Regions from separate parts of the Rattus norvegicus genome. Here region 2 is linked to region 1. The links are chromatin contacts, called in public Hi-C maps. All regions are on one chromosome and are shown on one strand. The core of a region is the stretch at or near the end of the contact, and the rest is flanking DNA. Distances in the headings are between cores, read along the strand shown.

The links. Hi-C and Micro-C count contacts between places; a contact is called where the count stands out from the background.
Region 2: a Hi-C map of the A7r5 cell line shows a contact between it and region 1, with 2.1 times the contacts expected there. The contact joins two enhancer-like sites. A contact is called at or near these places in 3 of 12 Hi-C or Micro-C datasets (the A7r5 cell line, the Rat2 cell line and Schwann cells).

The regions. Positions count from the first base shown.
Region 1 is chr6:146,434,283-146,438,244 of GRCr8, reverse strand. The region is part of intron 2 of LOC134479498 (a long non-coding RNA gene); the gene reads left to right. Among named protein-coding and RNA genes, the nearest start is that of Itgb8, 85 kb to the right of the region's middle. Within about 2 kb of position 1,859, at least 14 of the 93 cell types and tissues checked have an H3K27ac peak or open chromatin away from gene starts, as enhancers often do. A contact at or near this core is called in the A7r5 cell line, where this site is marked.
Region 2 is chr6:146,538,891-146,542,852 of GRCr8, reverse strand. It overlaps a transcript of Macc1 not described here. Among named protein-coding and RNA genes, the nearest start is that of Macc1, 14 kb to the left of the region's middle. Within about 2 kb of position 2,317, at least 2 of the 93 cell types and tissues checked have an H3K27ac peak or open chromatin away from gene starts, as enhancers often do. A contact at or near this core is called in the A7r5 cell line, where this site is marked.

The DNA of each region.
Region 1 (3,962 bases), core at 610-3,109:
TGCAGAGAAGCATAATTACATCAAAACTTGACTCAGGGTATGTGTCATTTCTCTCAAGAACAGGTTTTACATTTTTCCCATTGAAAGACAATCCTGTGTGCTTGACATTCTTGGTTTTTCTGGAGGTCTGTAGGCACGAGGACATTGATGCTGTGCTCCCAACATGTACTAAAAAAGTTTATTTTTTTCAAAGAATCTTTATCTTTAAAAGAGTCAGACTTCATGGATCTCTTTCCTTGTGTGACACATATGTATTCAGTGTGTATATATATTAAAGATATCAGCAATGCTAGTATGGTTTCATAGCTAATGTCTGCTTCTGTCTATTCCACAATTACTTCTTTCTGTGAAAGATAGGACATATATATATTTTAATATTACACTACACTTTTCTCATTACTTGAAACTTCTGGTGCTTATCTACAGTATCTATATGCAGAAAGAAACTGTCAAGTCCTCAGACCTGGGAATGGGACACATGTTTCCAGATGATCTACCCCATTATGTTTGCTGTAATAGCCTCTGCCATTGTAGCTTCTATACATATGGGACCACATGAAGAGGGGATGAGTTGAGATTGTCTTGCTTAGTTCCCAGAATTCATTCCTTTACCTCTGATAAGATTTGACGGTTATGTCCCTAAACTTATATCTCATGCATCATTTATCACCTGGCATTCCAGAGGTGTGGGGACTCTTACTGAAACTTGTCATTTTTCTAGTTTCTACCCAGGAAAGAAAGAAACAGGCTCGAGGACTTAGAATTATAAAGTCTTTGATTTATTTATTTTTATTCTGGTGGATCATGCATAGATACTTTTCTCTTTCTGTACTCTATTAATTTATGATGGGCTGGGCTTTCCTCTTCCTGCAGGTTCTGAGAAGACCCTTGCCTTCATTCTGTGTTTTCCCATGGCTCCACTGATGAATTACCTGATCTTCAAGTTCGATGCTTGATTATGGAGCTATGAGGACATATCCAGTTCTCAGTCAAGCCAAACATTTTCTTTGTTTAAAGGGGCTTCTGACTACAGGAGGTGGGGGATCAATTTTTAGATTCAAAGTCAATATTCTAAGTTCCTACCTTTGCTGCGAAGCAATGCATGCTACTGACCAAAGTAGTCCAGAGAATTAGAAACAGGGTGGTTGGAAATAAGATAGATTGGTTGGTTCATTGTCTCCAATCTCTTCATGTCTCCCTGTCTCAGATTTACCACTTTGTGGTGCATGTCTCTTCCCAAAGAAGTACACACACTGGATAGACTCAACATACAAGGAGAGAACAAAAATAAAACGTAACTTGTAACCTCTTGAAGATCCTCCGCATAGCAAGTGAATGGCAGGATTCTGGAGGCCAAAGATGTAGCCTTCATTCCATGTAAAACATGTGACTTTGTCATTTGTAAAACCACAGTTTAATTGGACAATACTACAATGAAATAATAAATAAATATTAATATAAAAACTTGAATAAAAGATGTACTGCTAAATGCAGTACACTAAAAGGAAAGCTCATACTACAAGAATGAGTACAATAAGCGTATGAGATTAGTTTTAACTCTATAAAAAAAGAATACACTAGTCACCAAAGAAATACTACAAATTTCCAGGCAAAACCTGAAAGGATCAGAAGTCTATTTTTCTTTTGTTAAAGAGCTATTTAATTTCAGAGCTGTGACAAGAGTTGTAGCAGAAGTATTTTATCTGATAACCTCTGCGGAATCTAAAAGGAATGTCACTGCATGACCCTATTTTAATCTTCTTTACCCTCTTAGTTTTCACAGCTCTGCAAGGGATGAATCACTAGCTCCATTTTTAAAGGCATGGAGATAAAGACTTCCAGTTGCCAACAGAGCTACAATGGGCCTCATTGCTGACATGAAAAATGCCCTCAATGTGTGACTGAAGCAAGCTCATGGCAGTGCTTCAAAATCCTCATGTGGAGGGTTGAGAAAAATGCCCCCACCTCCCCACACCATTCCAATAAGTGCTGTACTTTCAGTTCTAACCTTATTCTTTACACTCTGTGCTTAGTTGTCATTACTGGGGATTTAGTGGCGTCTGACTCCTACTCAATTTAGCAGTACTTCAATCCTTGACTGGTGAATAGACAAGCTTATAATAGAAAAGCTGCCTCTTCAGAGAAAGTGGCTCAGCAGGATGTGAGAGGCCCAGGGAGAGAAGCTCTTTCCTTTCAGGAGAATGTTCCTCAAGGTGACCCCTTGCTTCAGTCCTCAGACAATCTCTGAAAGGAACTGAAGTTGAAAACAACAGGAGGGTTAGAAAGAAGTGGCCAGAGGGATGACCCTTACTGGTACTGATCTCCTTCTGGCTTTTGCCTTCCAGGTGGGCTTGTGCACCTGCCTTCTGGCCTTCAAGTTCACTTTAAAACACATCAGTCAGTGAAGTAGGCTCAGATTCTATCTGATTTGGTATTTTGGGTGATTTGAAAGGTGAAAGGAGAAAGGCTGCTATGGAGTTTCTTCTCTTCGGAAATCCAACAGAAAAGAAGATACCATTCTCTTTTAGGTTTGCTACTCATTTTATTAAGCCTTATAGTACCCTTGAGAGGATGACAGAGGTCACATTTGGTTATTTTCATTTACAGGCTGGAAGCAGAATCGAGCTCAAGGAGGTGTTGAATGCTACCCAAGACACAATTAGAATATTGACTACATGACATAGGCCTCTGTCACAGCTATAATACACTAAATTGAGTATCTCAAAGAATTATCCAAAGGTTCCAAAATATGATTCTTTTGTCAGAAAGTGAGTTTATTGGACAAATACACGTGTGTCATTATCCACACCCAACATATTTCCTGAGAAAAACGTCCACAATAAATGTTTATAAGGTCCTATAATAAATGACACTATGCTCTGACCAGGGAAGCAGAGTATTGCCTTGCTCAGCCATCATCAGAGAAGCTTTCTCCTGTGAATGATGGGAGCAAATACAAAGATCCACAGCCAGAAATTATGCAGAGAGAGACCTTGGGACACTCACCTCTAAGTGGGATGTCTCCCATCAAATCTTGCCCCTCAGGGCTCAAGGAACCTGGTAGAAGAGGAGGCAGAAAGATTATTAGAGCCAGAGGGCATGGAGAACACCAAGAAAACAAGGTCCTCTATATCAACACGGTGATGAGCACACAAACTCACAAGACTGAGGATGCATACACAGGACCATAGAGGTGGGACCCAAGCGCTGAAAGAAGTGAATACATGCCCCCATGCCTATCCCAGAAGCAACCTCTAATTGATAACTTGCAAATAAAAACTTAGGTTCCACCAAAAGAGTGTCACGGGTAGAGTAAAAATCTGCTCTATTTTTTTTAACCTTCTATTGATTCTTTGAGTTTCACTTCATGCACTCCAGTCCCCCAACTCATCTTTCTATCCCCTCATAGCCGCCCTTTGCCTTTGCAACCTCCCAACAAAACAGCACACACACACACACACACACACACACACACACACACACACACACACACACTCACATAGAAAACATCTCAACATGGAAGCTATAGTATGTCACAGTGAGTCCCACAGTATATTCCTCAGTTCATACTTCTTCATTTGCAAATGTTCATTGCAATGAGTCATTGGTCAGGTTTGAGATCTCTGGCTTCTGTGACATCATTAACAATGGATCCTCAGAGAGACTCCTCTTGGTTATCCTGTTGTTCCCCTTTGTCATGGAGATCCTGCAGCTGTGGATCAGCAGGACTGGCCCTTTCACAAGTCCCAACAGCTTGCAGATGATAAAGATTTTGGAGTAGGCCAACACGGAGCCCTGAATCTGGGCCTCAGTGGTAGCTGAGCTGGTGATTCTAGGAGCCCTCCTTTATCCTCACCACCAGGACTAGCTCTTCTGCATTACTCTGGCTGAGCCACCCACTGCGGCCATAGGCAGGAGGCAGGGTAAGATCTCTTGCTCTCATGCCCTTGGAGAGAGGAAAG
Region 2 (3,962 bases), core at 1,068-3,567, 100 kb before region 1:
AATAAAAATAAAATAAAATAAAGGTATAATTTTGAGTCAAAAATGAATGAGTTTGCTAGCCTCAGCACCAATTTTCTCATATAGAAAAGAAAGATAAAATACTTTAAATTGCAAATTAAAATTTTTAAATAAAAATTAAATATTATGAAGTTTCAATCAAAAAACCCAGGCACTGCTTAAAATGATTTTCTTTTTATTTTTAGCACATCTGTGCCAATTCTAATTGTGTTAGGAGTCCTGCAATCCAGGCAGGTCTGAAATTTGCCTGTAGAAAAGGATGACCTTTAACTCCTAGTACTCCTGCCTCTGTCACCCAAGTCTTAGAATTTCAGGTAAGTACCACCATACCTGGCCTTAAATGTGATGGTTTTAAACAAGAATGATAAGAGGTTAGAAACATTGTATTTAAAGAGCATTGGAAAGTAGGAGCCTGAACAGTAGCTCAGAGGTAAAGTGCTTACTGACATGATAAAGGCTCAGAGTCCTATCCCTACTGCTGTGAAAAAACACCAGAAAGTAGAAATAAGGAGAAACACTGTGTAGATTGTTAAATCTATTGTTCAATCTGACTGCAGCTCTTGCATCTCCTTGGAAAGGGTAATTTAAAATATTGTTATAATTAGAATTTATCAGTACTTTTACAATAAAATTTAATGGCTTTCAGCCTATTCTTGCTCCATTGTTAATGTATGAAATTAATCAGAGTCCCAGAAGCCACAGAAACATACTCTCAGATCAAAATTTTGTGTATACCCAGTTAAACATAATGTATTTTAAAATATACAAGTGTATAAATTATAACTAAATTAAATATATTTATAAGAGAAATGGAAAAGCAAATGCAAAGGAAATCCTCAGAACTCAATCATCATAATCATCCTCAATATTTCTCTTTCATAAAATCAACTTAAAACTTGAAGTTACTAAGCAGCCCAAAGCCATTATGAGCTTTTGTAAGCGGGAGCATCCATCTGTCCATACAATTTTCACTTCAAGGCAAAGGAACATTGTTCTCTGCTGAGATCCTTTGCTATTCTGTGGAGCTGGTAGTCAGGCACCATCAGAGGCTACTGGAGGGATGGCTAGAGTTTTGTGCACAGCACCACCTGGTGCCTGCTCAGGGTGTTTCTAGAGAGCAGTGCTAAGGTTCTACACCATTCTTGCTTGCTCCCTGGCCTCTCTGGATACCATTGTATAAAACACTGACTCTCAACCATTCCTCTGCATGAAAATCAAATTTGGAGCTTAAAAATTTACAGAAGGCTAAAAAACCACACACACACACACACACACACACACACACACACACACACACACACGCTCACACACACACGCTCACACACACACTCCCTCTGCCTGCCTGTCTGTCTCTCTCTCTCTCTCTCTCTCTCTCTCTCTCTCTCTCTCTCTCTCTCTCTCTCACACACACACACACACACACACATCTGTGGAGGTCCTGTTACACAAAGAATAATAAGAGCACTAAATCATAATATGAGGTGCTGAGAATATGGCTGTTTTATTTGTTTTGTCTTACATAAGCACATTGCTGGGTATATAAAATAAATGGCAGTTCAAATGGATATTCTTTCAAGACAATAGTTCGCTGGCCAAGAGACCTATTGGGAGCATGTTATAGACATAGCATTTAAATATTGTAAAGGAGAATCTTGATTCCTGTATGACATGAGCATCCGCCAAGATGCACATGATTTCTGCTCTAAGCTTTAGAGACAATTACTTTGTCCTTAAGAATGGTATTTTGAGATCCAGTATCTCCTTGTTTTCTCTCAGACTTAGAAATATAAAATCTAGACAGAAATATAAAGTGTGGTTTTTTTCATAAAACCTTAGTTCACAAAAATAATTAGGTAAAATTATTTCTTGTGGTTCAGGTGGAATTTTATAGTTCAGCACCAAAGTAAATTGATGATAAAGACTGAGATGAGCTACTCATATTTACCCACCATTACTCATTTCACAGGCCTCTGACACACAGGCGATCTGATTCATCCTAACATGCCATCGTAGCCCATCATTCAGGTCATACAAGAGACGCTGCTGTTAGCTTGCTTCAGGACTGACGAGGACAGCTGAGATTAGCACTTTCGGTTTAGTTGAAAATAGAAAATAGCCCTGAATGTGGGGCTAAATGAACTCTATTATTTTTTGAAGAGTAATTGTGTCACCTGAACATGTGTAAAATGGATAATTACTCCCTTTTAATAACAGGCGAATTTTAGAAACTGACAGACTCGAGGAATTGGACATGTGATCAGGTGAAGGAAAAAGAAGCACGGGCTGAGCACAGCAGTGTGACTTCTGCAAGCAGGGAGTGCCTGAGTCAGCTTTGGATCCTAATGCTCGCCAGGACTCATGAAGTAAGCTCTTAGCAACATTGATGGAATGGTTCAAAGTAAATAATGCACACTTGCAATGTATGTCAAAACATAGAAGACTATTAAACGGGACTTGCCAGAGAGCTAGATCTGTAATAATCATGGTGAGGCCTCTCCTATCTAAAATGAACAGAACTCGCTTCAAGGAAGAAATATAAGGAAATCATTCCAAATATTTTAAGTTAAAAGACAGTGAAACTCTCCTTCTTTAAAAGGGGAACAAGAATACACTTGGCAGGGAATAGGGAGGCAAAGATTAGAACAGAGGCAGAAGGAACACCCATTCAGAGCCTGCCCCACATGTGGCCCATACATATACAGCCATCCAATTAGACAAGATGGATGAAGCAAAGAAGTGCAGACCAACAGGAGCCTGATGTAGATCTCTCCTGAGAGACACAGCCAGAATACAGCAAAATACAGAGGAGAATGCCAGCAGCAAACCACTGAACTGAGTAAGGGACCCCCGTTGAAGGAATCAGAGAAAGGACTGAAAAAGCTGAAGGGGCTTGAGACCTCATATGTACAACAATGCCAAGCAACCAGAGCTTCCAGGGACTAAGCCACTACCTAAAGACTATACATGGACTGACCCTGGACTCTGACCTCATAGGTAGCAATGAATATCCTAGTAAGAGCACCAGTGGAAGGGGAAGCCCTTGGTCCTGCTAAGACTGAACCCCCAGTGAACTAGACTGTTGGGGGGAGGGCAGTAATGGGGGGAGGATGGGGAGGGGAACACTGATATAGAAGGGGAGGGGGAGGGGTTAGGGGGATTTGGCCCGGAAACCGGGAAAGGGAATAACATTTGAAATGTAAATAAGAAATACTCAAGTTAATAAAGAAAAAAAAAAAAAAGAAAGACAGTGAAACTACCTGATAGAACTCATGTGGGAGAAAGACATTTTAGAAGGTTATGTAATTTTTATATCATCAACAAAAACAAGGTTAGCAAATAAATAGTGGTATAAGAAATTACTAAAAAATATTATTTTTGTCCAAAAGGAAGATCTATTGTTTGGAGAGATGTAAAGCTCCTTCAGAAGATCTAAGTTTAATTCTCATTACCTATTTTAGGAAGTTCACAACTACCTCTAATACTGGCTCCAGAGGACTAAACACCTCTGGCCTTTGCTGGCATCTACAGTCTGGTGGAGATAGGTACATCCAGACATACATATATACATACATGCACGCATACCTACATACATACATATATGAATACCCATAATTAAAAACAATAAAATGAAATAAAAGCAAGATATGTATTATAATCTGATCTCATATATAATCATGATGTGCATGCAAATGTGTTTAATACAGAAAGGTACAACAATAAAATTCTCATCCTCCCAAAATACACTTTTTACATTTAACTTATATTATTCCAAATGCTGCTTTCTCGTTTATTTATATGAAATATTTTCATAAAAAATATAAATCATGCCTTAAAGGAATGTATATGGCTAGACACACTGATGGATGCTTGTGGTCCCAGCACTGAGGAGGCTAAAGCAGGACATTTGAGTTCCAAAATAAAGTTAAAATAAATTATGTACTGTA